Regions from separate parts of the Zea mays genome. Here region 2 is linked to region 1. Evidence: chromatin contacts called from public Hi-C data. All regions are on one chromosome and are shown on one strand. Each heading gives the region's core, a stretch centred on a gene start, on an enhancer-like site or on the middle of the called end of the contact. The rest is flanking DNA. Distances are from core to core; before and after follow the strand shown.

Evidence for each region. Hi-C and Micro-C count contacts between places; a contact is called where the count stands out from the background.
Region 2: a Hi-C map of leaf shows a contact between it and region 1, with 5 times the contacts expected there. The contact joins the promoter of LOC103641816 here to the promoter of LOC103641812 in region 1. A contact is called at or near these places in 4 of 25 Hi-C or Micro-C datasets (bundle sheath, ear, leaf and 1 more).

The regions. Positions count from the first base shown.
Region 1 is chr10:130,920,489-130,925,089 of Zm-B73-REFERENCE-NAM-5.0, reverse strand. LOC103641812 (DNA glycosylase superfamily protein) reads right to left here and starts at 1,858. Exons shown (of 5, transcript XM_008665141.4): 1 at 667-1,858. The coding sequence starts at 1,150.
Region 2 is chr10:131,064,338-131,068,938 of Zm-B73-REFERENCE-NAM-5.0, reverse strand. LOC103641816 (BTB/POZ domain-containing protein At2g24240) reads left to right here and starts at 2,500. Exons shown (of 1, transcript XM_008665143.4): 1 at 2,500-4,601. The coding sequence starts at 3,479. It overlaps LOC103641817 (enolase-phosphatase E1), which reads left to right. Exons shown (of 16, transcript XM_035963502.1): 15 at 593-664; 16 at 752-1,781. The coding sequence ends at 1,202.

The sequences.
Region 1 (4,601 bases), core at 609-3,108:
ATAAAGATATCATCTAGTTCATTTCAACATGTCTATTATTGGGCAGAAGGATAACAAATATCCTCTACCTTGACTAAATTTGTAACCCTCAACAGCAGACTCAATTTCAGTGGTTTTCATTATCAAACTACAGGTTAGCAAGGATCCTTGGTGCATAACATTCTCGCCTTCCATTTTGGGTGTTTTTAGGCAAACTTTCTAATTCCTGAATAAATAAAAACTGTAGAGCATGAATCTAATGGGAAAAAACTGTAACACAATTCTATACCTCCAGGTCGTTCAAATCTCTGCTCCAAAATGAACTGGTTCAGTGCAAAACAACATAGAGATTGCAATGTAGACATACAGAAACAGCATTCTTAAAACCGATTTTATGATCTCAGAATAATACTCATAGGAGAACTGAAGACTGTAATGCTCCCAATCATAAACAGTTGACATAGCTCCCAGTTCCCACTATGCAAAGCCCAAGCTTAAGTCAACTAGCATTCTGGACTCTATCTTACTGAGAGATAGACCTTTAGTTGGCCATTATAGACCCAAAATTTAGCTTCTCTGTTTACACCAGAATAACTATTGAATCAGTGCAAAGTGTTATGCTGGACTAATTGCAGGTTACCCCTACATCAAATGCTAAAACATGCAAGCAAAACCAGAAGCACGCACCAGTATTTGCTGTCACCCATGCGCACCTCCTCTTGACACCAGCAGCATCGGTCTGATAAGCCAATCCACCCTCCCTTTCCAGCATGGAAACAGGCTTGTAATCAGTCTGAGAGAGGGTCTTCTTCTTCCTAGCCCCAAACGCCGGCCTCCCAATCCGGCCTGTGGATGCTCGGCTGCAGAACGAGTCCGTGGACGCGTCCGAGGAGCAGGACGCGTCGAGAGACAGACCCGAGCGCAGCAGCAGCTCCTGCCGACGCATCCCCGCGGGCGCGCTGAGCGAGGGCAGCAATGTGGGCACGGCGGCGGGTTTCCTCTCCTCTGTCGCCCCTGCCGCCGCGGCGGCATCCCTCCCGGGCCTCGGCGAGGGCTTCCGGCCGCGGGTAGCGGACACCGAGCGCGTCCTGCCCCCCGCGGACCGCGGTTCGGAGTCCCCGGCGCCGCCGGACGCTGGCGACAGCCGCCCCCTCGCGCTTGCCCCGGACATTGGGCCGAGCCACCGACTCCTTGCAATCTCGAACCGCCCGACAGCCCCTTCGCCCTTCGGAACCCCAGAGCGAGCTAAAATCGGCTAGGCATTGCTGCGGAAACACCGAGCTCGGGCCAGGGGGGGGGGGGGGGGGGGGGGGGGGGGGGGGGGGGGGGGTTGCAGGCAGCTCCCGCACTCGAAGCAAAACCTCAGCTCTTCCACCGAAATCCGACCAGAAAACCCTAGCAATCGCCGCCAGACCAGCCCGGCATTGCGGAGACACAGCTCCGGGCCCTCGATCCAAACCCCCACGGGCGTCAAAACCTCTCCACCCGACGCCGCAGAGTCGCAGCCACAAGGCTCCGCGGGAATCAGCACGAACAGCTCTCGAGTCTCGATGCGGGTCCCACGAGCGGCGGAACGCCCCGCGGCAATGGCGAGGGGAGGCGGCACGCCAGCGAGGCGGGAGGAAACCCTAGGAGGAGTAGGCGGGTGAAGGAAGCGAGAAGGGAGCCTCGAGGCTCGGCAGCGGCTGCTCGGCCTCGGAATTTACTGCCGCTGGTATTGGTCGGTGGAGTGGAGGGTGCTCCGTGTGCCTGCCGCGGTGGTGGTCGGCAGTAGATTTTGGCTAGGCAAGGTAGAGAAGTAGAGAGACACTTGGTGATTTCTGTCTCTGACTTGGGTGGCTCGTGCTGGCGTCGCGCCTCGCGTGTGTCGTGCGGTCTGGACCCGGGTGAAATGAAAGGGGGAGGGGAACGAGATCTGGGAGAACGAGAGCATCTTCCGCGGCTAGCTAGCAAAAATTAATTATAAAATTATTAGGTGAGTGTCTGTGCGTTGCAACGGGAACATGTAATACTGTTGAAGGAAGGGAGCAGAGGGGAGGGTGTATCGGCTGGACAGGGAAGAAGAGCACAAATCTGGGGACGACGATAGCGGCGGCGCCGTGCAAGGGAGAGTGCGGCGCAAGGGTCGGGAGGCAACGGACGTGAGCTACGATGTTAGGCGGGTCAACCAACAACCCACGCATGTGAGAGGCAAAGAACAACATTATATGAATAGTGATTAATATGATAAAATACATTGATATACAAACTCCCTTTTTTGATCACTAACCAATCATGTAGTCCACAACAGCAGGCAACATTTTATCACTAACCATTCATTGTCTGATAATACAGTCAAATTGCAAAAAGTTCATGGCATACTTTATTTCATGACATAAGAACCCTCAGTCCACCAAGCTTGTGTATAGCTCTCTCCTCAGCGACATACCTCTTGTACCTCTGCAACTTGAGTTGGGTGATACCCTGGTGCTTTGGCTTGCCATAGACAATACACTTGGGCAAAAGCCTCTTCCTACCACCACGTCTCACACGGACAAGGTACACAACATAACCCTGAAGATGAATTACCAGAACATAACATCAAATAAAATCATGACATAGGTACTCAAACTGCAATAATAAAATAAAGTAAACAAGCCTAACATAGCATACTACGTGTCTAATGCTAAAAAAGCATACACCAAAAAATAAAGTAAACTGGCAAAGTGATATAATGAGGAGCGAGCATGAGTTATATCCTAAGGAAGCAGTACTATCATCATTGTCCTTACTCATTACTCACACGTCCTTCGTAGAGTAGCCTTGTTATTCTTTATCTCTTTTTTTGCAAAGTGAGTAGCCTTGTTATTTTTTGGTTAGTGGCAGAGTGTGTTTGACTCTATCTGCATGTATGTGTGACTGTTAGTTGAATTATGATTGTTTCAGTAAGCATCTATATTCTTTTTGTAGTAGTCTAACCACAATGACAGATATATTTCAGGGTTGAAACCATCACGATATACACAAAATGGCAGCCAGCCTTCGCCGTTCATCCGATGTTTTCTTTCTCAAGGGTACGCCAACGAGCTTGCAAATACCTGCATCAGATGAATTTTATATAGTTAGGGTTAGAATAATCATAATGCATCTTGATATTAGAAATGGACACATCGGTACTTATCTCATCAACCACAAAATCCCAACAGAAATGAGTGTGCCCAACAACATGGCATGCTCCTCCATCTTTTCTGTCGCTGTGTATATCTCTCAGCTCCATCTCCAAAAAATTAGAGTCAATTACCTTAGGAAGGTATGGGTAGTAAAGCATACATTAATCTGGACACAACTCTTGTCTTCAATGTTCTATAGAAGACATTAGTTTTGGGTTTGAAGTTTCATGAACGTATACAAAGACATCCTAAATGTGATGCGCTGTCACCAATGCTATGCTTTGTCTAACAATACAACCCCACTATATATGGGCATTTCTGAAAAAGTACCAAAGTCATGCATACTGGTATACATGGGCCACGATAGGAAATTCACTGCAAGGATTTGCTAGACAACTAAACATAAAACCTACTTGAAATCTTCCAAGAACAAGAGATAGAGTAATTGCTGTGTTGTACCTTGCAGCCATTGGGGATATCTTGCAACACGCAGCCTGAAGGCACCTCGTGGAGATGAAGAGCGACGTCGTGGCCCTCTTCGCTCACCAGCACGACGCCCCCTTCATCACCATCCGCTCCCTCTCCGACCTCGCCGGCGGCGGCTCCTCGATCAGCAACGAGGCCACCACGTTCCTCGACATCGCGGCACAGAACTGATCAGGTGGGAAACAGAGGTAAGACAAATATTCCAAATTCTGAACAATATCAAAAGGACATACTATGAAACCTGAATGTTTCCCTTTGAGAATACAACTGAACATGTGTAAATAATCACAATGCACGTAGAATAAAATATATAAGAAGCACGAACAGATCTAACACATAGTTTTTTCATAAGAATCATCTGGCAACGGGCAATGGAGCCCAGCTTGGCTGCCGGTTTGAGTGCAAGCCTTGTGCTGGCCCTGCGACGGCTTGCACCCTGACCAGGGGAAGGAGCCGAAATACTGTCCTCATTATTTATCAGAAGTAATGGCGCCGATCTTGGGACGAAGTGCTCCTTTAGAAAAGCCTGGATGTCACTATCTTCATCCTGGACCTCTGAACTGGGTGTAGACATAGAGACCCCATTATCAGCTGTTGGTAGTATCACGGTGTCATTGGTATGCAGGTGATCCTGAGAAGGGCCTTCAATCTGTGCCGGTGGAGAATCCAGTAGCCCAGCAGGCAGGAGGTTAAGATCCTCGACCGTATGCAAGGGGATTTGCACACCCGAACCAGAGGCATCTGCCGCGCCACACTCGCCGGAGGTGCCGGGATAGGAGCCATACCAAAGGGAGCGGGCCCCGTGAGCAGGTCTGGCATTTCTGCTCCACTCCAGACTCCAGTAGCGTCCAGGAATGGAGCGCCTACCGGGCTCTGCACGCGAAGACGCCCATCCTGCGCAGCGTCGCTGCCCGTGATGTTCATGGCGCCGAACATGGCATTAACACCCCCCTCGAGGCCTGCAGCCGACTGAGTGCTGTGACCAGT
Region 2 (4,601 bases), core at 1,251-3,750, 140 kb before region 1:
TTCTGTATGCTCTGTGTTTTGAGTGAATTATAATTATTCCAGAACATTAAACAATATAATGTGATTGTGTGCACAACTGCAGTTTCCCCTCTCTCGTATTAAGAACTGGCTTCTGCCTAAGTTGCTAGAAGCAGCCTTTTACACTTAATAGGTTACTAGTTTCAAAACTCCAAAAAAAAAACAAAGCAGCGGTGTCATGCACACGCTTGATTTTTCAAACAACCAATGTTTTTCGTCATTTGAGCTTTTATGTGAATTCTTCTACGTGCTTTTGTCTCTGTCCTTATCTCCAACTTAACCTGTCTAGCATGCCTTTGATCTGTTTGATTGTCTAGCTATAATTTTGCTATTTGGTGGTAACCACCAATTGGAAATTCTGAAGTTGATTTATTCCTAGCGTGTCTTCTTCTTTACATCTGTGGAGTTACTTCCTATCCTGATTCATGAACTTCGATTCTTCTGTTCATCCCCCCTCCCCTCTCCCAGTTCTATGTCAATGTTACTTGATACTTCACTCCTGTTCATTGTTTAGGTCATAACTTGATGGCAAAGGTTTCATTTGTTAAATTATGAGTTGTTTCTTGTAAATCAGGCCACGTGGCAGAAAAGCTAAGGGGAGCTCGGGTCCACAAATGAAAGGAGGGAAAACAGGAACACCTCAAAGGTAAGTTTTTTACTATTATGGATGTGCTATCTTGATACATTGTACACACAGTAGCTTATGTGAAACTACTATTATGCACAATGGCAGTGATGTTAAGAATCCTCCCAAGAAGAGAGGGCGTCCAAAAGGCATGCACGACAGCAATAATATGCCAAATGCTGATAGCTCTGTGACTCCAGCCAGACTGAAGGGAAAAAGTGTTGAGAAGGATACTCAAGTGACACCTAAGACTGGCAATAACTCCAAGAAGGAAGGTGCAAGGCACTCTCGATCTACTACTGGAAAAGCTCAGAATGCTGTTGTCAAGGCAAGCAGCAAGGATGAACCTGATAGCACCGACAACTCAAAAGATGATGCTGGTAGTGAAGACAAGAATTCAAAAGATGAAGTGAAATCCAGCGAAGGTAACGATGGATCCAAGACCAATGGTCTTTCAACCAAAAGGAAGCTAGAGGAGAATGAAGGTGAGTCATCAGAGGAGAAGGGTTCTGCTAAAACTACTACCAGAAAGAAGCGCAGAAGAAAGAGCCGCAACTAGTTGCTCAGAAGCTATGCAGCTCATCATCTTAGGGGCGTTCCGCCCTTGCAGTCTAAAGTCTCAAGTTGCTGGCATGGGACATGCCATGTATGCTTTATATTGCCTGGACCGTTTTACCAGCTTAGCGCTTTGGCAATTTGGGCATCATGAGTCGGCTCGTAGTTGTAGCAGTCTTGGCGTGTTTGGATCACCGCCGCTGGCACCACGCCGCACCACACTTCGCGCGTCGCAGTTATGGCGGCCGAATCAGCCGCCGTACCTTAGGCGGGGTGTGGCGCTAGACGCCAGCGTCCAAACAGGCCTTTAAACTCTCAATAGGAGCTATAATGTTTGGTCTTACTTTTCTTTTTAGAATCTCGTTGCCAACGGTTGTGCCTCTGGCAAAAATGGATTTGATGCTTTTGCTCTGCTTAAAGCTTTTGTGCCAAATCGTAATGCATTTCGACTTATCTTCTGGCAAACAAAAGTATGCTCCTGTTATGAAGCGAATGTTTCAGAAGAAAAGTAGTCTGAGTTTGTACTTCCTCTGTTTCTTTGTACTTCTTCTGTTTTATATTATATGTTATTTATTTTTGTAAAGAAGTTAATGCATCTTAAGGTTGATCAAAATTATAAAGAGAATTATAAAGATTTATGGCACCAAATAGATATAACTGTAAAAATATAGCTAACAATAAATCTAATAGTATTTATTGAGTATCATAAATGTTATTATTTTATTATATAAATTTAATTAATATATAAGATAGTTTGACTCTCTAAAAAATAGAACAATTTATAATTTAGAAGGGAGGGAATAATATCTAACATAATTTCATTGTCCGTAACTTTTAGTGGGCTCTCCACGAAAAGTCGTTTTTTCGTGACTGTTTGGTAGAGGCGGATCTGACCAAAAAGCCATGGCAAAGAGGTCCTAATCTATCGTTTATTCTGGTGCTCTCGGACTCTGACTATCTGGACTTAGTAAGGCTTCCAGTTTTTACTGAATCTTATTCTTCCGTCCTAGTATCACATTTTAAGAAGTTATTTTTTAATAAGTTTATAAAATGTTATGAATATATCACTTTTGAAGTATGTCTATATTTATTATAGAAAGTGTTATGAAGATATATCTCATAGCATGTTTATTACAAAAAAATATATTTGGTATTGATTTAATGATATTTATTTTATATTATACATATTTATACATATATTTAGTTAGTTTTGTAAAGTTCGACTCTTTCGGTGATTTAGGACTAAACTAGTAGTAACTCGATATTTAACCCATTGTCATGCAAGGATCGAAGTATGTACGTGCGTGTCCGCTTGACAATGCTGAGCTCCGAGATGCGAGCCCCCAACCCAACAACCACAACAGACCGCCAGCGCCGTTTCCTGGAGTCCCCGACCGACAAGCACAAGGACTGCCGTGCCCCGCCTGCGACCGCGAACGAGCAGGATTGAGGAACCCTGAAGATGCGCCTGCGCCGATGATTGGAGAGGACAGGCTTGACTTGCAGCCGGACATCGGAGCACGGAGACCGACCGCGAGCGCAAGGGGTCGGGCACCCGGCGGCACGCACGATGCTCTGCGAGTGTACGACGACGTGAAGTGAAGTCAGTCCTGTCCTGTGTGTGCGAGTTTGCGCGCCTACCAGTCAGTAGCCATGTTCGGGCGGTTGCACGGTTGCAGCTAACACTAAAAGGCCGGCGCCCGGCGGTGTGATAGATGAGTGGGCGGCTCATATGACGACCTCCACACCTTCCTTGTTCAGAATCGTTGACTGCACGCAGCGTAGCACGGTCCCCCCAAAACGGGGGTTGGGACGGGCGACACTGCTAGAAACCCGACCCCGCCGTTGCGCTGGCGACTGGGGATTTTTTTTTGCCTTGTCCTTCTCCTTCTCCTTCCAATCAAGCGCCGTCTTCACGTCAAAGCGACACCGCCACATCGCCTGCTACCTGCCTCGCTCGCTAGCTCTCCTCTCCCTCGTCTACGCCTCCGCCCTGCCGTTACGCCATAAATCCAGCAGAGGCAGCCATCCAATCCAACCAACCTGTTGATACTCGCTCGTATCGTAGTATACACGCCGCGACCTCGTACAAACGCGTGCACTAGTAATTGGCGCAATCCACCGTCTCCCCAACCGCCCGATACAGCGCAGCGGAGGCAGCTCGACAATTCGACCCCCTCCGGCAATCGCCGCCCGGATCTATCTACACGACACTGGGCTCTGGATGCTGCTCAAAGCGGAGATGCTGTAAAGATCGGTTCCTTGGCGAGCGCGCCGACGATGGCGGCCGGCGGCCGCGTGCGGTTCAACGTGGGCGGGCAGGTGTTCGAGACGACCACCACGACGCTGGCCAACGCCGGTCGGGACTCCATGCTCGGCGCGCTGCTCGACTCGTCCTGGAACGTCTCCTCCTCGGGCGGCGGCGGCGGCGGGGTGGCCGAGTACTTCATCGACCGCAACCCGGCCTGCTTCGCGGTGCTGCTGGACCTGCTCCGCACGGGCAGCCTCCACGTGCCCCCGCACCTCCCGGAGAAGCTGCTCTACCGGGAGGCGCTCTACTACGGCCTCCTCGACCACGTGCGCGCCGCGCGGTGGGGCGCGTTCGACGGCGACCGCCTCCGCCTCGCCGCGTCCGTGCCGGGGCGCGCCCCCGGGGACGGCACGGCCATCCGCGCCGCCCCCGACGGCGGGTGCTGCGTGGCGCACGGCGGCGCCGTGCGCGTGTACAACTGGATGCTCGACGAGCGCCGGCCGGTGTCGCTCGACCACTCGCAGGTCAACGACGCGGCATACCTCGACGCCGCCACGCTGCTGGTCGCGGCCCGGGAGCGGCTCGGCAAGCGCGACGGCGGCATGGCCGCCTTCTCCGCGGCCTCCGGCGAGCTCCGCCACCGCTTCCGCGTCGCGCACGACCGGCAGGCCAAGTCCTTCACCGCCGGCGCGCTGGCCTTCGACCAGGACGCGAGCGTGTTCGCCAGCTGCAAGGGCCGGCTCAACGAGTACGGCGTCGGCGTCTGGGACCGCGCCACCGGCGAGCAGGCCGACTTCTTCTACGAGCCCCCCGGCTGCGCCCTGGGCGACGCCGACAGGCTGCAGTGGCTGGACGCCGCCGGCGCGCTCATGGTGGCCACGCTGTTCCCCAAGGCGGACAACTGTTTCATCGGCCTGCTGGACTTCCGGGCCAAGGACGTGGTGTGGTCCTGGTCCGACGCCGGCGCGGCCGCGTCGCTGGACGACAAGCGCGTGCTCCACGCCATCGCCATGGAGGACGAGCGCTCCGTCTGCGTCATCAACCAGTACGACGACCTCGGCTTCCTCGACCTCCGGAGCGGCGCCGGCGGCGTACGGTGGAGCTCCCGGAGCAAGCTGATGAACCGGAAGGTGCCCGGCGAGGAGAGCTGCT